Linked DNA regions of Sus scrofa: region 2 is linked to region 1. The links are chromatin contacts, called in public promoter capture Hi-C maps. All regions are on one chromosome and are shown on one strand. The core of a region is the stretch at or near the end of the contact, and the rest is flanking DNA. Distances in the headings are between cores, read along the strand shown. Region 1 overlaps WWP2 (NEDD4-like E3 ubiquitin-protein ligase WWP2). Region 2 holds the start of WWP2 (NEDD4-like E3 ubiquitin-protein ligase WWP2).

Region 1 (4,937 bases), core at 2,283-4,782:
GCCCTGGGTCTGGTCCCTGCCCTCAGGGCAAGGGTCTGGGCGGGGGCGTTTTCGCAGTCCCCACAGGAAGCGAGACCTGATTCCACCCCAAGCTCGAGGATACTTGTTGTGTTACCGCCTCCCTCGTCTTTGACCCTCTCCTCACCTCCCTCAACTTGCAAAAGGAGATGAGACACCCAACCTTGAGACAAAGGGAGCTGTGGCATCTGGGTTGTGGCCAGTGTGGGTGGGCGGTGGGTGGCCCAGCTCCAAATGCTGGAATGCAGTGGGGGCTCATTATGTACAGGAAGGAAAGCTCTCGTCTGTCCTGTGGGTCCCTGTCCAGCCAGGTGGCAGGGGCAAGCATGAGGTTGGCTCCAAAGAAACGGAATGGGCTCGTTGTCTCAGATACAATGAGTCGATTCCTTTGTGTGTGTGGGTCCAGTCGTTGTCGTCATTATGAAGTATAGCATATACAAAAAAGAACAAGCATGTGTAGGTTTTTTGTGGCAGTGAAATTCCTATGCTGTAAAATTCACTGGGTTAAGCATTTTAAGGTGTACAGCTCAGTGGATCTGACGTGGCTTTTAACAGTGCTGTGTAGCCTTCATCACTGTCTAATTCCAGAATATTTCATCCCCCATAAAAAGAAACCTCATACCCATTAAGCAGTCACTCCTGTCCTTAGTATACTTTTAAAAGCAGAACTTGGGAGTTCCCATTGTGGCTCACAGGGTTGCAGACCTGACTAGAATCCATGAGGGCGTGGGTTCAATGCCTGGTCTTGCTCAGTGTTTAAAGAATCTGCCGTTGCCGTGAGCTGTGGTGGAGGTCGCAGACGTGGCTTGGATCCTGTGTTTCTGTGGCTCTGGTGTAGGCCTACAGCTACAGCTCCAATTCAACTCCTAGCCTGGACACTCCCATATGCTGCGAGTGTGGCCCTAAACAGCAAAAATAAATAAATAAAATCAGGGAGTTCCTTTTGTGGCTCAGTGGTAACAAACCCAACTTGTATCCATGAAGACAGGGGTTCAGTCTCTGGCCTTGCTCAGTGGGTTAAAGATCCGGTGTTGCCAGGAGCTGTGGTGTAGGTCACAGACGCTGCTTGGATCTGGCATTGCTGTGGCTGTGGTGTAGTGTGGCAGCTACACCTCTGATTGAACCCCTAGCTTGGGAACTTCCACTTGCCACAGATGAGCCCCCCACAATAAATAAATAAGATAAAAATAAGTAAACAAATAAATAAAAGCAGAACTTGGAGGGAGGAAGACTGCCTGATCCAAAGTGTCCCTGAGACCAAGCGATGTGACATCACCTGGTGGGAAAGGCCAGCACAGCCTTTTAGAGAGAATGGCTTTGGGGTTGCCCAGGTGGCAGTGGTCAGCTCCCCCTCCAGCCCGGGCTCCGAGTTCTCCGTCCCAAAGAGGGGCCCGGCTCAGTGGAGAGTTAGAGGTCAGGGGAGGTACTGGGCCAAGCGGCTCCCTGACGCTGCCTTGGCTTGTGGAGCTGCAGGTGGTGAAGGAGATGGACAACGAGAAGAGGATCCGGCTGCTGCAGTTTGTCACTGGGACCTGCCGCCTGCCCGTTGGGGGCTTCGTCGAACTCATTGGTACATTTCCCCTTGGCCTGCGGGTGCCCTTGGGGGGGTGAGGACAGCTCAAAGAAGGGGGCAGGACCTAGTGTCTTCCTGGAAGCAGATCAGTGGGAGGGAGGCTGAGCCTTCAGCGGTTGGAGCCGGAGGGTCCTGCCTTCGGAAGGGACCATCCTGTGACACACAGTGCATTTTTCCGGACCACAGGAAGCAATGGGCCACAGAAGTTTTGCATTGACAAGGTTGGCAAGGAAACTTGGCTGCCCAGGAGCCACACCTGGTGAGTGTGTTGGTTGGAGGGGAGGTGGCAGGAACCTGAGGCCGGGAGAGCGCCAGAAGGCAGCCCAGTGGGCGAGGTGTCTTCAGGGCCTTGACACTGGCCACTCTTGAGTAGCTCTGGGTGTTGGGCTTAGAGAGGAGGGGTGTGGCATGCCTGGGCCTCTGACCTTTGGGAGCTGTCACGCAGTTCCGCGCTCTGTTGGCCACCCCAGGGGTTCACTACTGAAACACCCTCTTCAAGTAGGCAAAGAGCTGCTGTTCCGAGCGCCCCCTGTTGTTCCCCATCTCCCCTGCAGCCCTGCCTCCTCTAAGCCCTGCTTGGTCCAGGGACACAGCAGAGAACCCTGTCCCAGGATCTGTCTGCCTGGCATCACGGTTGAGCGCAGTGGGGTGGTGGTGGTGGGGTTCTATGTGGACCCCCGGTGGCTGTGAGAGCTCTGACCTCCCTGTGCTGTCTGCCCAATTCTTTCTCACCAGTTTCAACCGGCTGGACCTCCCACCATACAAGAGCTACGAACAGCTGAAAGAGAAGCTGCTGTACGCCATCGAGGAGACCGAGGGCTTCGGACAGGAGTAGCTGAGGCCGCCCTCTCCCACGCCCCCCAGCACATATGCAGTCCTGAGTCCTCCCTGCCCGAGAGGCTGCTGGCTGCGCAGCCCCCGGGAGGCCCCTGCAGACGGTGGCCCCGTGTGGGACCACAGCGTCGTCAGGCCGGTGGCGGCAGAGCCTGCCTTCAAGAGGTCCCGCCTGCCCCTCCCTCCTACCCACTGGTGGCAGCCTGGAATAAAGCCCCCATGTCACCCTCGGCCCCATCACCCACTGCAGTGTCGGGAGAGCTGCCCCTCTGTGCAGAGCTCACCCTCCTTCTCCCCGAGACCCGCCCTAGCTGTGTGTGAGGGTGCCAGGCAGGGCGCCCGAGCCCAAGCCCTGGGCCTCACGGGCTGGCTAGGTGAGAAGGAGACCGGCCACTCGGGGTAGGTGTTCTGGGCTAAGGAAGCCCAAGGTCTTCGCCAGTAAAAGAGGTTCTGTTTTATATGGAACTTTCCAGTGACCTGTGTAAAGGAAGGTCTGAGGGAGAGGAGCTCTGGATCTAGGCCACCTCCCTCAATGGCTCTAGCTCCCGAGGCCGAGCAGCAAGGCCCCTTCCTGCACTCGGCGCGGGCCCGTTCGTTCTTTCCAGCAGATAAAGGGTCATGTCAGTGGGATGGAAACAGCAAACGCCCTCAGACTTTCTTTTCCCTTTGACATAAACTTGAAGCATTTTGTGTGTGGGGTTGCTTTGTGTTTCGTGGTTGCTATGCTGCTGTCACTTTCCATCAAGGAGCTGGCGTGCCAGGCATGGCTAGGACCTCGACGGCCCCAGCCCTGTTTGTCCAAGAATTGCCCCAACAGCGGCTCCACTTAGGAACCTGCTCAGCAGTTGTGTGAGCTCAGGCAGGCCTGACCTGGCAGCTCAGCTTCACAGCAGCCTTGTCCCCGAGCCCTGACAGAGAGGGAAGGGCGCTGTTGTCCCGAGTGCCACCCCAACCTTGCCCTCTCCCTCCGCGAAGAACCCCCCCCGCCCCCACCACCGCTAGATGTAGCGATGGGGCTCAAGTCCCTGGACCTCCAGGCAGCCCGTGCGTCCGGGTGGAGAATGAGGTGGGACGCAGCCACTGTGGAGTGAGCCTACTCTGCCTCCAAGTGAGGCGACAGCTGCTTGTAGGAAACCAGCAGAAGGGCCCTGAGCTGCCATGCCCAGTCGGGCCTGATTTCTGGAGCTCCCGCCAGCCTCTGCCGTGGGCATCCTGCCATGTGTTGCAATCGTCAAGGTGAACACACTCCTCTGGGAAGCTGGAGTGGTGACTGTCGCGGGGCCCCCATGCAGCCCTCGGGCCGGTCCAGGGGCCTTCTGAGGACCCTGTCATGGTCCCAGGGCCTCGTCCTTCCCTGGCCCGGCCCAGGGAGGAGGGCCCTGGCCGCTCTGTTGCGCGTGCTGATGTCAGCGGCTCAGTTCATCGCGGCTCAACCATTTTTCCTTCCCTGGAATCGTTTGCCGTGCTTCCCTGCAGCATCTCACCGTGTTGGGGGTTGGGGTGCCAGCTGCCAGGCGGGGTTTGGAAGCCTCGGGCTCTGGGTGTGCGGAGTGTGTTCATGTGGGTGTGTGTGTACATATGTGTATATAACTGAGGTGTCTGTACGGAATGCCCTTTGGTAGCTCTGAGGTGGTCACCAGATTGTTTTGTAACGCTCCCCGCCCTTGCCTCGGTATTGCCAGTTTCTTGTGCAATAAACAATCAGCAGCTGTGGGTGGTGTTGGCGTGGATGTGTCCAAATCTCTGTCCTCCAGGCAAAAGGCCTCTGGGCCCCACACACCCTCCAGGTCCAGACTGGGTGGAAATTCCATGACCTTGCTGGTTTTGAGAATTGTGTGCGTCATCTACCAAGACAGCCGCACTTCTGACAGGTTGCTGTGTCCTTGTCCAGGGGTTCCAGACTTCAGCCCTCCGTCACTTGGTTCGCGGCACCCTTTTGGCCTGGGTCTCTTTGGGCAGGTGCTGTGGCACAGGAGTGCCAAGAGATGAGGCTACAGGTTAGACAGGCTTCGGGCACCAGCTCCTGGGGACAGTGTTCTGGGCGATCATTCATTCGAGAAACATTTCCTGGGATCTCTTGAGTTCCCTGATGGTGCAGAGGGCTCTCTGGTCTTGGGCTCTTGGTCAGACAAGGGCTTGCTGACCCCTTTCTTGAAGGGTTCCGATGGGACCCATCAGTGCGGTCTTGGTGCTTTCGACATGGAAATGACTTTGTCCTGGATCAAGCCTTGCTGTGATCAGGCTTCTTTCCAGGGGAGGCAGAGATGTACAGAGCACCTCCTTCCTGGAGTTCATGAGCCGAATTCACTACCCCCCAACTCCGAAGCCTTTCTCCACTTGACAGGGCAGTGCCGTACTTTCGAGGAAATGATCCACCGAAGTCTATACATTATACAGACATCTCATAATCAATTCAAGTAAGACACCTCTCGGTGAAACTGTTCTCCCCACAAGTAACTGCTGTTCAGTGGGTGGTCCTTCCAAACAATTTTGTGTGTATAAATCATATATA
Region 2 (4,785 bases), core at 1,515-4,014, 160 kb before region 1:
TCAGTGGGTTAAGGATCCGGCGTTGCCGTGAGCTGGGGTGTAGGTCGAAGATGTGGCTTGGATGCCAGATTGCTGAGGCTGTGGTGTAGGCTGGCTGCCACAGCTCTGATTCGACCCCTAGCCTGGGAACCTCCATATGCCGCCTGTGTGGCCCTGGAAAAAAAAAATTTGTTACTATAAAGGTTTCTTGACATTTTGTAGCATATGTCATTTTTAATCTACTTTAATCCCTTTTCCATTTCCCTGTAACACTCATCTCCAAGCCCTTTGAAACTTTAGAAAGACTCTCACTTAGTACAAACATCTATTGAGAGCTAATTTATACCATCATGATTTAGATGATGTAGGAGCTGTGGACAAAGTACTATTTTATATGGTGTCTAGGGGCCCTTTCGAGTTGAAGACTTTGGAGCTGGATCTTGAAGAATGAGTAGGGCAAAGGCATTGAGTGAGCCCTGAAACACTTGTTTGTGGAGGCTCCTTGTTTTTTTTAAAAGCAAAGAAAACAAATGTTCTAACAAAAATTATGGTCACTTTAAACAGTTTACATTAACAAATTAACACTTTCAAACCCTTATGGAAGGACTCAAGGTATAACTCATGCAGTGATAATGACGACTTTTATATGTGGGGCCCTTTATGAAAGAGAAATGTCTTGCTTGTGGGCCAGTGAAGATCTGAGTTAATTTCCCGGACTGGAAAATGTACAGGCTATGAAACTATATGCTAATAGCGGGAGAGGGGATGTGGATGAAACACTATGTGAAAGTATCAGTAAGTATCCCTAGAATTCCTCTGGTCTTTTCTGGGAGTGTCCTGGACTTTGTTTGGACTCTGTTGTCTCTGCCTTTGCCCTTGTTTTCTCTTCTCCCTGGAAACTCTGCTGGCCAATCCCTGCTTACTTAATCTCCAAGAAGTCCCTGAACTCTGTAAACTAGTTCTGATTACCGAAATCACATTTTTCCCCAAGGACATGTTTGAACTCTTCTTTGTCACCACACTTAAGACATTTCAGTTCTGTCACTTAATGAGCAGTTCCTATTTCTGCTTTGCATTGTAGTTAATTGTGTGTCTTCTCTAAGTAGATTGTCTTTTTCCTTAAATGAACATTTCATTTTACTTTTTAACTTTTGGGGGGGGGGCGCTTTTACAATGACACATTTCATATTTTTTTATGTGTCTTTTCAAAATCTCCTATGCTGGAGTTCCCCTGTGGCACAGTGGTTTAAGATTTGGCATTGTCACTACAGCCACTCACGTCATTGCTGTGGTGTGGGTCATATCCCTGGCCTGGGAATTTTCACATGCCGCAGGCACGGCTGAAAAAAAATAGGGTGATTACGAAAGGCTTCACTGAGAGGGGTGGTTGAGTAAATATCTGAAAGAGATGAGTGAGCCAACTGACTACCTGGGGAAAGAGCTTTCCAGAAAGAGGGAAAAGCAAGTCCAAAGGCCCTCAGGCCAGAGTGGCTGAAGCAGGGTACTGAGTGGAAGAGTAGTTGGAGATGAGGTGAGAGAAATAAAGAAGTTTGAATAGGTTTATAGATGGGATTCATATAGGAATTACGGTATTCAGAAAGGCTGTAGCTCCTTGAAAGGCCATCTCCTGGATGGATCTGGAGTGGAAATAGGAAAAGCAGAGACTAAGTGCTCAACCAATTTAATTTGTATGCATAATAGGATCACTCTGAACGGGAAGACCCAAAAATAACAGAATAATCAGTGCACAGTGCTTAAAGCTAATTAAGTGATTAGTCTTCATTTTAGTTTGTGGTGATGAAGAGTGAAAAATTGAGCCTTCCTTCAACTTGTCAAAACTGAATTCCCTACCATCAGTAAAGTATATTGATTAATTTTTTTTTCTAATTCATAAAGTGCTATTGACTCTTTATATTAAGGAAATAGGGGTTCGATTGGTGTGGTGGGCATTTTACCAACCCCAGCAAGGGTTCTGGAGTCTTTTTACTTTTGCTTTATGTCACAAGAACAGATGCTCCGGAGTTCCCATCGTGGCTCAGTGGTTAATGAATCCGACTAGGAACCAGGAGGTTGTGGGTTCGATCCCTGGCCTTGCTCAGTCGGCTGAGGATCTGGCATTGAGGATCTGGCGTTGCCCTGAGCTGTGGTGTAGGTTGCAGACGCGGCTCGGATCCCGCGTTGCTGTGGCTCTGGCGTAGGCCGGCGGCTACAGCTCCGATTAGACCCCTAGCCTGGGAACCTCCATATGCCGTGGAAGCGGGCCAAGAAATGGCAAAAAGACAAAACAAAACAAAACAGATGCTCCACAAAAGTTACTTTTGTGTGTTTCTAGAATCTAGAACCCTGCCTGGCACATAGTAGGCTTAAGGTTGTCAGGTATAGCAAATTAAAACCCAATTTGCCCAATTAAATATGAGCATCAACCACAAATAGTTTTTTAGTATAAACATGTACCAGGCAGTATTTGGGGCACACCTACATATTACATATTTTTTATCTTAAGTTCATATTTAACTGGGTGCCCTGTATTTTATCTGGTGACCCTAGGATATTTTAAGTCAGTAAATTAACCGCTGACTTAATTGACTGAAAGCCTCCTTTCACCTGTGAAATGGGGCTGACAGAGACGCCCCTGGGCTCGATGGGAGGAGTAAATGAAGCTCCTGGCACTCACCGAGCCCTCAATTTACTTGATTGCTCGGGTACCATCTGACGAGGGGAAAACCCTCCCATTTTTAAACATACAAAGGATAAGAAGGCTTTCTGGCTAAAGGTTCCCAGGCCTGGCCTAGGTTGCCCACACCTGCAGGTACGGCCAGCCTCTTCCGGGTCAGGTGACCACGCGTGGTCACGTGACCTGGCCCGAGTGCGGGCGGTCGAAGGCGGAAGTGGGAGAGGAGTTGGGCTCCGCTTCTGTGGTCCCGTCAGGTAGCGAGCGCCGGCGCGGGGCAGCGCGGCGGGCAGGCTGGCGGGGGCGCGGGGCTGGCCTGGGGCAGCGGGCAGCGGGCAGCGCGGGGTGGGCCAGGGGCGGCGCGGCCCGGGCGCCGGGGGGCGGTGGCTTCCTGTGGGAGGGGCCTGGCGCGGCGGTTCCGGCCTCCGAGGAGGGGTGTCCCGGCTCCCGCCCGAGCGGGGTGGGCGCGCTGCGGGCGGTGCGGGGGCAACTCCGAGGTGGGCGCCAAGGCACGCATAAGTGCGGTGGCCAGCAAGTCCTCCTGGAAGGGACAAGCATCTTAGGTGCCAGGGATGAAGAGGAGTGACCTTTGTGGCGGGATCGGGACAGGAGGAAGGGGCAACTTGGGACTGAGCTAGAATGGGTCGCCTGAGAATTGGCGAACGACGTGGAAGGAAAAATCAGGAGGAAGATGCTGCCTGAACCGCGCTTGAGCGCCTCTTCCTTCCTTCCTCTTTGGCAATGATTGGTACCCGAGACTTTGATTTTGGTCCCATTCAGTTTCTAAACTTCAGGAGGGATCAGAGAATCTTGATCATTTTGCTTTCGTCACGCCCACTTAGTCCTGCTTGGGTAGGGTTTCTACTTCTTGAGAACCTAGCCTTTCAGATCATGTTTCTTTGAAATTTCCACAGATCAGATCAACTTCTGGGCTTAAGAAAAGAGCGTGGGCACTTTGCTCTGGCTGTAAAATGGCTTTTAGCTTAAACTGTTGAGCACGGTCCAATCCCAGCATTACCTCACCTAACAGCGACTGCAGTAACCTTGGCCGGTATCTACCTACCCTGCTTTATGACTTTTTCTTTCTTGAGTTTAAATTATTCAGTTTCCTTTGCCATGTGACTGCTTATCTTGACAAACTGTAACTAGCTAGCATGACTGGAAGGTCTGTGTTGTGTTCCATAGAACTGTGACCTGGATCATGATTTTGAGATTAAATACCTGTGTTAAGGCTGTTCACCCGCTTTTTCTTGTGTTTACTAACATTTGCAAAAGTGGAATGCATTTCATGGATGTGATGTAATAGAAGTGAATGTTCAAACTGGACAGTCCCAGGAGCTGGAGTTGTTTTGGGTTACAAGTAGGAAAAAAAAAAAAAGTACCTTGCTAATGTGTTTTGAGTTCAAGTTTTTAGAATGTTTGACAAACATTTAAAAATTGATTTCTGTGACAGCCCTGGGAGTTAGATTAGGAAGATGTTTATTCTCATTTCACAGTGAACAAACAGATCTCAGAAGACTGGATTTTGTTGACAATTTTTTTGTGTTTTCTTGTCTGCTGTTCTCTTTCTTTCTGATAGACTGCAAATTCCTCAAAGGGCGGGGTTTATATCTTATTTGGCTTATTTGGCAACTAGCCTGGAGCCAGGTGTGCTATGGGCACTTGGTAAGTTTTTGGTGAATAAATGAATTTCTAAAGGTCACAGACCTGTAAGTGGAGAAGAGATTTGAATCTGAGTCCTGCCTCTTCTTCTTGGTAAATGAGCTTGCCATTTTGTTGTTTGGTCTATAAGAAAATGATAGGTGTGGGGTTGGGTTGGCTTGGGTTGGCTTCTCAATCTCTTATTTAGTGACTACTTTCCCATAGTAAAAAAAGCTTATGGGAGTTCCCTGGTGGCTCAGCAGATTAAGGATCTGGCATTGTTACTGCTATGGCTGGAGTCACTGCTGTGACATGGGTTTGATCCCTGGCCCTCAAACTTCCACATCCACCTCCCCCCCCAAAAAAAGAAAAAAAGAGCTTATTCAGTCTTCATTATGATCCTCTGAAGGTTGAAATTGTCCCTATTCTGCAGTTGAAGAAACTGAGGCTTAGTGAAGTCCTTGTTTGAGAATCTAGAAGTCGTGAATGACTGA

What was found. Promoter capture Hi-C pulls out the DNA fragments that hold promoters and counts their contacts.
Region 2: a contact with region 1 is called in a promoter capture Hi-C map of liver, with 12 times the contacts expected there. The contact joins the promoter of WWP2 here to the enhancer-like site in region 1. A contact is called at or near these places in 3 of 5 promoter capture datasets (fetal liver and liver), 7 of 47 Hi-C or Micro-C datasets (brain, embryonic fibroblasts, liver and 1 more) and 1 of 2 datasets of contacts at active chromatin or transcription factors (alveolar macrophages).

The regions. Positions count from the first base shown.
Region 1 is chr6:17,067,981-17,072,917 of Sscrofa11.1, reverse strand. WWP2 (NEDD4-like E3 ubiquitin-protein ligase WWP2) reads left to right here. Exons shown (of 24, transcript XM_021093861.1): 22 at 1,492-1,588; 23 at 1,778-1,850; 24 at 2,327-4,138. The coding sequence ends at 2,426. Among named protein-coding and RNA genes, the nearest start is that of MIR140, 7.2 kb to the left of the region's middle. Within about 2 kb of position 3,532, at least 10 of the 83 cell types and tissues checked have an H3K27ac peak or open chromatin away from gene starts, as enhancers often do. A contact at or near this core is called in liver, where this site is marked.
Region 2 is chr6:17,225,961-17,230,745 of Sscrofa11.1, reverse strand. It overlaps WWP2 (NEDD4-like E3 ubiquitin-protein ligase WWP2), which reads left to right and starts at 2,764. Exons shown (of 24, transcript XM_021093861.1): 1 at 2,764-2,907.